Linked DNA regions of Gossypium arboreum: region 1 is linked to region 2. Evidence: chromatin contacts called from public Hi-C data. All regions are on one chromosome and are shown on one strand. Each heading gives the region's core, a stretch centred on a gene start, on an enhancer-like site or on the middle of the called end of the contact. The rest is flanking DNA. Distances are from core to core; before and after follow the strand shown.

The links. A called contact is a pair of places that touch in the nucleus more often than the background predicts.
Region 1: a Hi-C map of leaf shows a contact between it and region 2, with 1.9 times the contacts expected there. The contact joins the promoter of LOC108468982 here to the promoter of LOC108470240 in region 2. A contact is called at or near these places in 2 of 5 Hi-C or Micro-C datasets (both in leaf).

Annotation. Positions count from the first base shown.
Region 1 is chr8:25,127,566-25,133,310 of ASM2569848v2, reverse strand. LOC108468982 reads right to left here and starts at 2,396. Exons shown (of 3, transcript XM_017769851.2): 1 at 2,117-2,396; 2 at 1,805-2,016; 3 at 669-1,206. The coding sequence starts at 2,321. The coding sequence ends at 841. LOC108468626 reads left to right here and starts at 5,625. Exons shown (of 1, transcript XM_017769505.1): 1 at 5,625-5,745. The coding sequence starts at 5,625.
Region 2 is chr8:24,966,593-24,972,554 of ASM2569848v2, reverse strand. LOC108470240 reads right to left here and starts at 3,501. Exons shown (of 4, transcript XM_017771526.2): 1 at 3,120-3,501; 2 at 2,891-3,037; 3 at 1,069-2,055; 4 at 511-984. The coding sequence starts at 3,404. The coding sequence ends at 1,912. LOC108470239 (shaggy-related protein kinase theta-like) reads left to right here. Exons shown (of 14, transcript XM_053031622.1): 10 at 416-466; 11 at 560-655; 12 at 738-821; 13 at 1,095-1,197; 14 at 1,272-1,741. The coding sequence ends at 1,333.

The DNA of each region.
Region 1 (5,745 bases), core at 1,147-3,646, 160 kb before region 2:
GGATTAGATTTTAATGATCTACGATCCACCACCAGTTATTGTATTTACTTTGGTGACAATCCTATTTCATGGTGCTCGAAGAAATAACAAGTTGTGTCTCGTTCCACTGAGGATTAGCTGCTGCAACATCCAATGTCATGTGGATAATCTTGTTGTTACAAGAACTGAAAACGAGAACTGAATTTTTGTTTCGTTGATATTCCTACTATTTGGTGTGATAGTTTTACACCCTAAATTCAAACATGTCAAACATGTTGAACTTGTGGCTGATAGTTCCTTCTTTTGGTTACTGATGTTCTCACAAAGTCGTTGTCTGCATCATTGTTTGCTCATTTTCGAAATCTGCATCATTGTTTGTCGGTGAATGTTAAAGTATAACTAAACTGCAAGTTAGTTTTGGTTGTTAGCATTTCTTTTACCAAAAGAGTGTACTAATATAAGTATGTAATTAAGCAGAAAATGAAGATTATGCAATTCATTCGTAAAGTTCTAAAGAAATTGGTTTCATCTAATTTCAGATTCATTTCTCCTTCGCTTTCCTATTACCTTTTTCCATTCTTCCTTTCATTGACTAATCAGGTGGCTTTTCCTATTACCTTTTTCCATTCTTCCTTTCATTGACTAATCAGGTGGCTGTTCATACTCACGCACTCTCAATGCCATATCCGTTTAAAAATGTCTGATATATCCGTATATATATGTTTCTACAAGTTTCCACATTCAACATGTGGGTTATACAAAATTCATATATATATATAACTCTTAACTTATATTAGCTTCCATCTTCTCCATGTCTCTAAGTTCTGTTCCATATTGTTTCTGACTTCTCTTCTAAATTCATCAAAACATCCATCCAAGGAAATAAGCAGCTGAAGCAGCGACGGCGCCGTTTAAAAGCACAAAACCCACCGACCGTACGTAGTTCCTTTTCCCACAAATCTTGGCCTTGGCTATACCCAGAAAGGTAAGTGCAATGGCAGACATGAAGCATGCTCCAATAAACATGACCAACTCATTGTCCGTGAATGGCTTGAGGACGACGAAAGATAAGAGCGGTGCAGCGCCAAAACCCACGAAAGTCAGAAAAGCTACGACGCCGTTCTTCCACGGCTTCTCTCCTCCTTGGTCGGGCGGCATCACCCCTTTCTGGGCTGTCATTTTTTGGTCTCTCAGAATGTCATTGTACTTGGCGAATATATTCACCACCTTGCATAAATTTAACACTAGGTTAACATTTTTCTTGTATTTTTGCATGAAGCGCCATATTCAGGGAATCTTTGCAAATCTAAAATTTAATCCTTCTGCTTCTAATTTCAAATTTTAACAAATAAATAAAACCTCAAAAGATTTATGTTAAAATTTCAAAATATAAAAATTTAGTCAATATTTAAAATGAAAACCATGTAAGAACATTAACAACTAAATACATAATTGAGATTTTTACAACCCGATTCAATAACTTTATATGCTTATTTAAGCATTTGCATGTGTAAGATTATAATTATATTAGTGATGTGAGTAAAATTTCTAGTTTAAAAAGGGATTATCAGACTTAATTTATTAGATCAAAATAATAAAAATTGACTGGCTTGGTTAACCAGCCTAGTTGCAAGATTATTATGTTGTGGAGCATAATAACTTCCCATCCCAAAGATATATACAAAAAGGACTAAATCAATTCAAAGATAAATAATATTTTGAATTAAAAATAGAAAAACTAAATTTAAAATGCGCAAAAAGTAAGGGGGAGAACTAAAAGACAAAGAAGTAGTTAAATTAAATGAATGGGTTTATAGTGGTATACCATGTTAGAGTCGATAAGGTCCATGCCAAGGCTTTGGTACTGTTGAAGGAGCTGCTCTTCTTGGTCCTTTCTATGGTTATTTAACTCCCATTGAGTCACCGCCATTTCCTTGATAGCTAAGCCTTCCTTGGTGCTGGAAGACAAAAAATCCCCAAGGCTCGACGATATCCCATCTGCAACGAGGTTCGCAATGCCCAGCGCCAACACCTCCACTGCAAATAATTTTTTACAGTTTTAGAAAAAGGAAAAAAAGCAAAGATAGCTCTCGTTAATGAGGCCATGCATGATAATATATATCTTTATGGTGCTAACCTGATGAGAGATTGGTAGCAGATACGGAGGAAATGAGAGAGAAGCAAGTGAAAACGGCTTCAAGGCCCGCATATACGATGCTCTTAACAATCTCTCCTCTCCACTGCTCCATTCCACTTACTTCTTTTTTATCTTTAACCTCTGATTCTTCAAGCAGTGGAGTACTGCTGTTGGTGTCCACTGCTATATCATCGGATTCCCTCATTTTCTTTTTTACTGTTGAAACTAATTTTATCTCCTTTCACCCACCCCATTAATGTAAAAAACAAGATGGTTTGACTTTTATTATGGGAAGGGTAAACAATTGATGAGCAAGTGCTGGTATACGTGTATTCATGCATGTAAAGACGACGGACATGTGGTTAAAATGATGACTTTATTATACAACTATATATCTTTCCCTCGATAAAAGGACCCGGACGAATTGCATTTGGCTTCTCAATTAGAAAAATGATTAAATTATTTCTTATACTCTCGGTTAATATTTTCTAATATCAGACATGGTGAAAATTAACTTTGACTAAATTATAAAAGGGTCACCCAATTTTTTTTGTTCTATTTTGATCATTCAATTATTAATTTTTCAATTTAGTCTCTAAATTTTTTGGGATTAAGTATCTTATTCACTTTGAGCTAATGTGTGCTTTTTTTATTGGTCTGTTAACAAAATTAGCCCTCTTATATTTACATATTCTATCAATTTGATACTAAATATAAAATAATTCAACAAATTTAGCCTTCAATATTTACAAAATTTATCATTTTAGTTCAAATTCTAAAAAATCAATAAATTTATTCCCAATATTTACAAAATCTGTCAATTTAGTCCTAACTCTAAAAATTTAAAAGATATTTAAAAAAAATCATTTTTAGCCCTTTATAACCCATCAGCTAACTAGTGATGGCAATGGGGCAGGACAAGGTGGTTTTTTGCCCAATCCAATCCAACCTGATGCTTTAGTTTCATGCTTCGATACCAACTTGACCCCGACTTCAAAAAATTTAACCCGCTCTGAACCCAAACTTAAAATTTAATAATATACCCAACTTCGATCCGACCCAACCCGAGTTTAATTTTATTATTTTTAAACTTCTTCTAAAATTGTGATTAATTATTTTTTTTTTAAAAATGAAAGGTTTTGCAACCATTTCTAATTAGATTTGCTTAATGATTTATCTTTGGAGTTGTGTGTTAATGTACATTTACACACGTGATTACAGCAGAAAAGAAAAAGAAGCAAGGAATATTCCTTTAATAAATTATTAAATTAAGAAGATAGAAAATGGAGGAAATAACCTTACAGGGTGAAAGTGGACTAGCATAGAGGAGGTAGAATGAGACTAGTAGTGATAAATTTTAGGAATTTTTAAATTAATTAATATCACATATGTATAGAGTAAAATTTCGTAAATATCTCAAGGCAGGGTGGGCGGTTTCATTCTAAACCCGACCCGACTATTTTTAAAAATTAACCCTCCTCAACCCCCAACTTCAATAAAAAATCGACCCTCTTGGGTCAGATCGACTTGGAACCCGTTGGATTCAGATTTTTTTTTGTCATCTCTATAGCTAACCCATGTGAGATAATAAAATAAGACAAAAATATCTTCTTTCAAGTCACTTGCAAAAAAACTCTAAAAAGTTAGGATAAAACACACAAAAAAAAATTAAGATCCAAAAGAAAATAAGGTCATTAAAAATGTTATTTGTTCGGGTAGTAATGCAATCAATTATTTTAGATAGGTTCCAAATCAATTGGTTTGGTTCAGTGTGAAACCTAAAGTATAGTAAAAAAAAATGTTGCAAGTGACTTGAAAGAGGGTTGTTTTTTTCTTATTTTAAAATTTCACTTGGGTTAATCGATGGGTTATGAATGGCTAAAAATGATTTTTTTGTAAAATAATATTTTAAAAATTTTTAGAGTTAGGACTAAATTGATAAATTTTGTAAATGTTGAAGGCCAAATTTATTATTTTTTTATAATAGAACTAAAATGAAAAATTTTGTAAATATTGAGGGCCAAATTTGTTGAATTTTTTTATATTTGGGATCAAATTTATAGAATATGTAGCATTAGAGCGCTAATTTTGTTATTAGACCAATAAAAAAACCCACATCAGCTCAGAGTGACTAAAGTATTTAATTTCAAAAATTTTAATGACTAAATCGAAAAAATTAGTAGTTGAGTGACCAACATATAACGTAAGACATAGTTGGGTGACCATTTCTACAGTTTACCTATAAAAAATAATTTTTAACATTTACCACGTGATTATTTAAAGAAAAATTAGCGGAGGGGTTAAATTGTATGTTTCGAAATGTATATAAATTAATTTACCTATTTTATCAAAAAAAGAGCCGAATTGCAATCCACCCTTTAAATATAGGACTTCCTTAATATTTTTTCCCTTCCCTACTATTTGGTAAAATAATTTGGGGAAACCTTTCTTTCATCCATTCCAAATAAAGTGAAATGAAATAAGATAAAAAAAAAGTTTAATTGCATAAGATAGTTTCAAATTAAGAGTTAAATTTAAAATTCCTTTTATTTAAAATTTTAAATTGTTACTAAATTATGTGCCACTAATGACTTGGAAAAATATATGTAAAAATAATTAAAAAATAATGATGTTTTGATTAAAATGGTAAAAAATAAAATTTGGGATATTATTTTGAGTTTAAATTATTATTTAAAAATTTAAAAATATTCTTGTAATAATATTTATTTATAATTTTTAAAAGAGGAGCTAGTTTTATTTTAAAGTAAATTTTTCAAAGAATAATTTAAGTTGTTTATTTTAAATAAAGTTAGTGTTTAGTAAAAGATGTTATAATAACTAAAATTTGATAAGGGTAAAATTGTTATAAATAAATGTGAATGTCCATATTCTAACCCCCTCATTTATGAGGTAAAATCTCCTATTCATTATGCAATGTTTAATATATGCGTTAATGAAGCACTTAAGTAAGATACATTTATGATAGTGCATTGAATGTTAATTAGTTATAAATTATAAATAGAATCCTTACGAGTGAAATAAAAAACGAGAAAAATTCTCTTTATTTTCATCCACTTTTATTTATTGTTTTATTAATTTTTCTATAACACGTTATCAGCACGAGCTTCTACGAGTTCATAGTGAAGTTCACGTCATTTTGACTTTATATAATTTGCCCGTATAACTCTCGTTAAACTATATACGGTATACATATCTTCATAATTCTTTTATTTTATTTTCTAGATGAAATATTTGCTTTAGATAACATTTGCACATTTATTTTTACAACTAAAATCTAATAATGATAATTAAATATACATTTTTTATTAATAGAAATTTCAATTAATTTAATTTGTGTTAAGTTATTATTATGACTATTCCTCTTTATGCCAATATTTGACATACATATTATTATTTAGCAAATTTGGTATATATAATTGAATTATTTTACGATTGAGACTACTTATTATTTTACTATTTTTTTTTTATTTTGATTCAAGGGATTATAATGTCAAATCTTGCCAAATTTGAATTTGCGGTCTTAGACATCTCAGGTAAGAATTATTTGTCATGGGTGATAGATGCTGAAATTTACCTAGATGCTAAATGTTTAGGAAATACTATATTAG
Region 2 (5,962 bases), core at 2,252-4,751:
AGCTTTGTTGTCAACTTATGTTCTATTTTCCATCTAATGCTTGCGTGGTTCTACTTTCAATGTATTTCAAATCTGCTGGTTTCATTGACATTCACAATGTGTCTGCATTTCAACATTGTTATATTCTCCTTTGCATCTCTTTCTGCACCATCTTTTTATGCAGTCACTTTTTGAGCCCTTGTCATTTCTCTGTAAGATATAGAGGGCTTTGGCATCCTGAAGTCCTTCATCGAAACAGGTTTTACAACATTATTCTTTCATCTATCTACCATCTGCCTCCTTTTGTCTTCTTCTCCAAGGCATCCATTTGTAGTGTGTTAAACTCATATCTTCTAGAAAACTGTTCTATGCATTAGTACTTTGTAGTAGATAGATGTTATTTTCTAAAGCATACTGGGTTATACACCATTTGCAGCCATTGTTTCCTGGTGAAAGTGGCGTTGATCAGCTAGTGGAAATCATAAAGGTGCACATCTATGGCTTTTTTGTTACTCGTAGTTTTACTTTGCATTTTATCTGCTTTTTAATTTTTTCACTTCATTTTGCTTTATCATATCAGAAATTGGGAACTCCCACTAGGGAAGAAATCAAATGTATGAATCCAAAATATACAGAGTTCAAATTCCCTCAGATCAAAGCTCATCCATGGCATAAGGTGTGCTTATTGGATCGTCTTCTAATTATCCATATATGTTGTGCAATAATAGTGGATATCTAACTCAAGTTACAATTTTTAGATATTTAACCGGAAAATACCTCCTGAAGCATTGGATCTTGTGTCAAGGCTGCTTCAGTATTCGCCAAACTTACGTTGCACCGCTGTAAGTATTTCACATCATGTATCATTGTTGTTTTCAGCTGCATATCCATTTTTGTTTATTGACTTGAATCTTGATAGGGAACAACAGTTGTGTGGTTATCCCCCAACCCACCTTTATGACCAAGTTGTAGCTTAAGCACTCTATTTCGAATGGTAGCAACCAACTGCAAGCCGTCGTAACGGATTAAAATAGTTTCATGCAGTCGTAACGGATTAAAATAGTTTCATGTTCTTTTGCAAACTCTTACCTCCATCTTCACTTCCTGGTTTTCAGATTGAGGCTTGTGCACACCCTTTCTTTGATGATTTGAGAGACCCCACTGCATGTTTGCCTAATGGGCGAGCTCTACCTCCTCTATTCGATTTCACGGCTCAAGGTAAGCTAGGTAGGTTAATTGTTTTTGCATTTTATACCTGTTCTGACTTCTCAAATTACACATTTCAACTGCAGAATTGGCTGGTGCATCTCCCGAACTACGTCAACGTCTTATTCCGGAACACGCAAGGACATAAGATCATATGAGACCAGCATCTATAGTCAAACTGTAAATTGGTTTTGGATGCTTAGTTGCCACACCACCTATCAAGCCAAGCACCCACAGGATACCCATATTCCCTATAAATGGATACGCTGGTGATGAGATATAGAAGAACTGCTTTGCCAAATAGGTTTTTGAGTTCTTTTTCTCATTTGTACGGGCTTTGGCTGCCACATCTAGTAGTTTATTATTAGCATTCATGATTCAAAAGCCTAAATTTTCAAAACAGAAGATTTAGAACTTATTACATTGTATAATTTTCCTACTACTACAGAGATGCAAAGTGTCCATGTAATCCACGTTTTGTTTTCCGGTGATTTTTTTCACTGTAGCTAATTTATGAACTATATCAATAATAAATTACTTCGTTACATTAAATAAACGCCGGTTTAGTGGCAAAAGAGTTGTGTTGATTTGAAGATAAAACATTACATTTATAAGCACAAGAATGATCTCATGGAATCCTAGGATCACTTTGTCTACTTCACATTTTTATTGAGAAAAATGAGTTGGAAATTGAGATAATAAGGGCATAATATTGTTTTGGGAATTTCATAACTTGGCAAGGGGTGAATTATGGAAGGTAGCACGAGAAGTAAAGAGCAGTTTCCCAGTTTTCTTCATCTTGAATTCAATAGAAACTGCAGTTATATTCCTTCCACTTTTCACTACAGCTCCATCAACAATCAGCTCTGCCTGCATATTGAATAGTGGTTTACGTACATCCCAAGGAAGACTGTAATCAAGCATGCAAAAGAACAAGACTAGATCATACAAAGCTAGTTATTTTCTGAGACGTATTAATTACACTAAAAGTCTCCTCCTCCAAGTATCAATCAGGTAGCCATCAATTCCGATGTTAGACGGAGTATATTCAAAACGCATTAAGCACGTCTATACCTATCTCATAGACTGCTTGGCTCTAACATGTCTCTTTTTAAACATTGTCAAATCCAAGGTTTAAATGTAGTAGATATACACGTGTATAAAATTGGATCAATATGTTTCATGTTATCTAAACTGGTATCTAACGTCCAAACTAGAATTAGAGTTTTGGAAGTTACAAACCAATTTAGAGTCTAACCTATATCAAAGGTAGAATTTACCTAAGGCATAATGTTTAAATGAGAGGACAAGGGAGGATCATGCAAAGCAATTTGACAAAAGCAACCTATATCAATTCCACTTTTGACTCCAAATTTAATTGAAATCCAATAGATACCAGAGGTTCAAAAAAAAATCAACGTTCTCTTAAAGACATTCTAGAACGACTTTGGTCATCACTAGAGAATTAGGAGGAGAATATTAACAATGTTATGAAAATTGAGCAAGGTCACGGTTGCAAGTTGCAATCTCCCTATGATTCCATGCATATAATCCTATCTTTTCCAGCCAAATCTTTCTCAACATAACTAAAAAGGGAAAAAGAAACAGGTTCAAAACTGAGACAAAATCTGAAATTTGAATCAATACTATACTATAATTTGGGATTTAACCAAAAATGAGATATCAAAAATCCAAAAGAGCTCACATCTTTCGGAGCAGCAGAGAGATAAGATATCCCCAAATCAACAAGGAAAATTTCCTTATCCACACCGACCACCGTCCTACTCGTCGCAATCGCCACCCTTTCCGCTATCGCCGCAACGGCCCCTCCATGTAACCCACCAAAATAATTCTGCAACCCAAAACAAACTGAGAGGAATAGTTGTTATAATAATTCAGATAAAAACGATAACAAGTTCAAAACAAAGAATTACGGCGACAGCGGGTGTGACGGTGGCCAAGCAGGTGACGTGGCCACGTCGGACAGTGTGGGTCTTGAGGGTGTTGCATAATAGATTGGAGTAGAAGTCTCTGGAACTGTAGTTTTCTACATTGGGATCGTGCATTCCTACCCTTTTAAAGAAACCCATAACTCGAGGCTCGTAGGGGTTAGCTCCGTCATCGGATTTGGTGGAGGTAGCAGCCCCACCAGGTGAAGATGATGACGTTTGGAGCTTCCGGGGAACAGGAACTGTAGCTTTGGAAGAGGGGTTTGCCATATCTCTCTATCTCGACTTCAGTGTAGAATGACTGTAACCTCACTATTTTTTTCTTATTCTTTTTTTCAGTAAAAAGCCTCAAATTTTTTACCATTTTACTAAGAAAGTCCCATTTCCAACTTTATTTGGAAATGGTGCCTTTATTTATTATTTATCAGACTGGACAAAAATATTAAAAAGCGTCTTTAAAAAAAGTGTTTTTGTCGTATCAACAAAAAATATATTGACATAGACGCATTTATTAATATGGTAAAAGCGTTTCTCTAAGGACGTTTTTTAGCGTATTTTTTACCCTCAACGATCATTTAAATTTTTTATTGTTGAGGGTCTAACGATAAAAAAAAAACACTATAAACCCCCTCGTATTTTTTTCACACAAATATTTCTTTGAAAATTGTCAAAAAAGCTATCAAATTTCTCTCTAAGTTTCTCAAAGCTCTCTTTAATTAACTATTTCCTTTAATTTTTTTTAAATTAGTATTTTTTTATCATTTCTAAGATATTTGATCGTGTTAGCAATGACCGGGAAATTAATCCGTCTTGATCATAAACATATCTCTGTCGAACAAATAAAAATGGTAAGGGTTAATTTCAATTTTTGAATATTATTTAATATTTTTTTTTCATTTATGCAATATTAATTAATTTTTATTTTATAATTTTTTATAACAATCTGTAGATCAGGTGTTACAATGTTACATTCGTAATATGTCTGGTACTTGAAGGAAGCGAGTTTTTGGCACATGGCCAATATAGACTAGGGGTACAAGTTGGACTTGAAACTCATTAGCGCGTTCACAGAGAGGTGGAGACCCAAGATGCACATATTCCATCTTCCATGCAGGGAGTGTACCATCACTTTGGAGGACGTGTAGTTACAATTACGATTGCCGGTGGATGGGTCGTATTCACCGAGTCCACTCAATTTGCTAACTAGGGAGCCATATGCTATAATCTTTTGGGTACGATTCCGGATAATATTTACAGAAGTCAGGTCGAGATGGGCTGGTTATGAGACACATTCCCGAAGCTGGGGGATGATTCGACTGAAGTAGAAAGAATACGATATGCTTGGGCATACATCCTTGAGATCATTGGAGGTTATCTGAAGCTGGACTTGTCACGAAACCTTGTACATCTGAGGTGGCTGCTGAAACTCATTGATTTTAGAGCAGTTGGTGAACTTAGTTGGGGGTCTGCCGTGTTGGAAACATTGTACTGGAAGATGTGCGGGGCGACAAAACCAAATAAAGCCAAAATTAGAGGTTGCCTATCACTACAACAATCATAGGCTCAGTTTCGCTTTTCATTTTTATGCCCTCGAGTGAACCACCCATGTACATTCTCACTCATAATGAGGTAAAATTTATATTAGATTTTACAATGATTACATAAATTTAAAATATAATTTTATGCTAAAAATTTATTTAATTAGGTAGAACCATTCAGCGAGTTATATTGGAATACCTACCACTCTTGAAGATATACGGCTTCTATTAGACCAACGGTCGGAAGCACATGTAAGTATTAAATGAAATATATATACTTAACATAGTCGTTTTGTATTTAATATTTAGTATTTAGTATTTAGTATTTAGTATTATGTATATAACTAATATTTTTATCACGTTCATATAGTTTCAATGGACACCATACGAGGATCTGGCAATTCGGGCAGTAATTCTAGATGAATTCTTTCAAAATCCAAATATTTGGCATGTTAAGGTCTCATTGATCAACTATGCTACTATCAAAATGCACCAGACGGATAGAGTGTTGCGACAATTTGGATTCCAACAACCGATTCCCATGACACCTGAGACACTCGATGATGAGCACAAAATCAACTTACTGCAAACGAATACGCATTGGTCACCATTCTTCTCGGAATATATCGAAATATGGGAAAATCAGTATGATCATATACCTACTCGCGAACCGATCATCGTTCCAGAGTTAACATGTGCGTCGGATTACATGCTATGGTTTAGGATCTATGGCAAGCAATATTTACTCTCGAAAGAGCAGAGGCATCGGTAAATCCGTGTCGAAAGGGAACGATAAGACCTTTTAAATTCAAGGAGAATGGATGACGGGGTGGACCCATCAACAGTGTCTACACAATCACCGGGCCCAACACCTCAAGCGACGACGCCCACACCACAGCCCCTTCAGATTATGCCAAGTGCGTATCCTGGCCCTTATATATATCCTAACTCTTATATGTTTCCTTTTTCCAATCCTATGCTAGGTTGGAATGCATGGCCCAGTGTATCTCCTTTCCCGATGACTCTGACTCAATAGACGATATATAGGCCATCGTTGCAGGAGGGATCGCACGAGGCACCGTCGGGGAACTCATCTTATTTCCAATCTCCATCGCCTTATGGGATTCAAACACCTCCGCCGTGGGTAATGCAAACACCTCCGCATTCTTTGTTCTATCAAGGTGGGTCATCCTCGCAACATCTACAACCAGAACAACCACAACCCCCACCGGAGCAACCACAACCCCCGCCAGAAGCTGAATCAAGAAGGAATCCGGCGTGTAACCATCA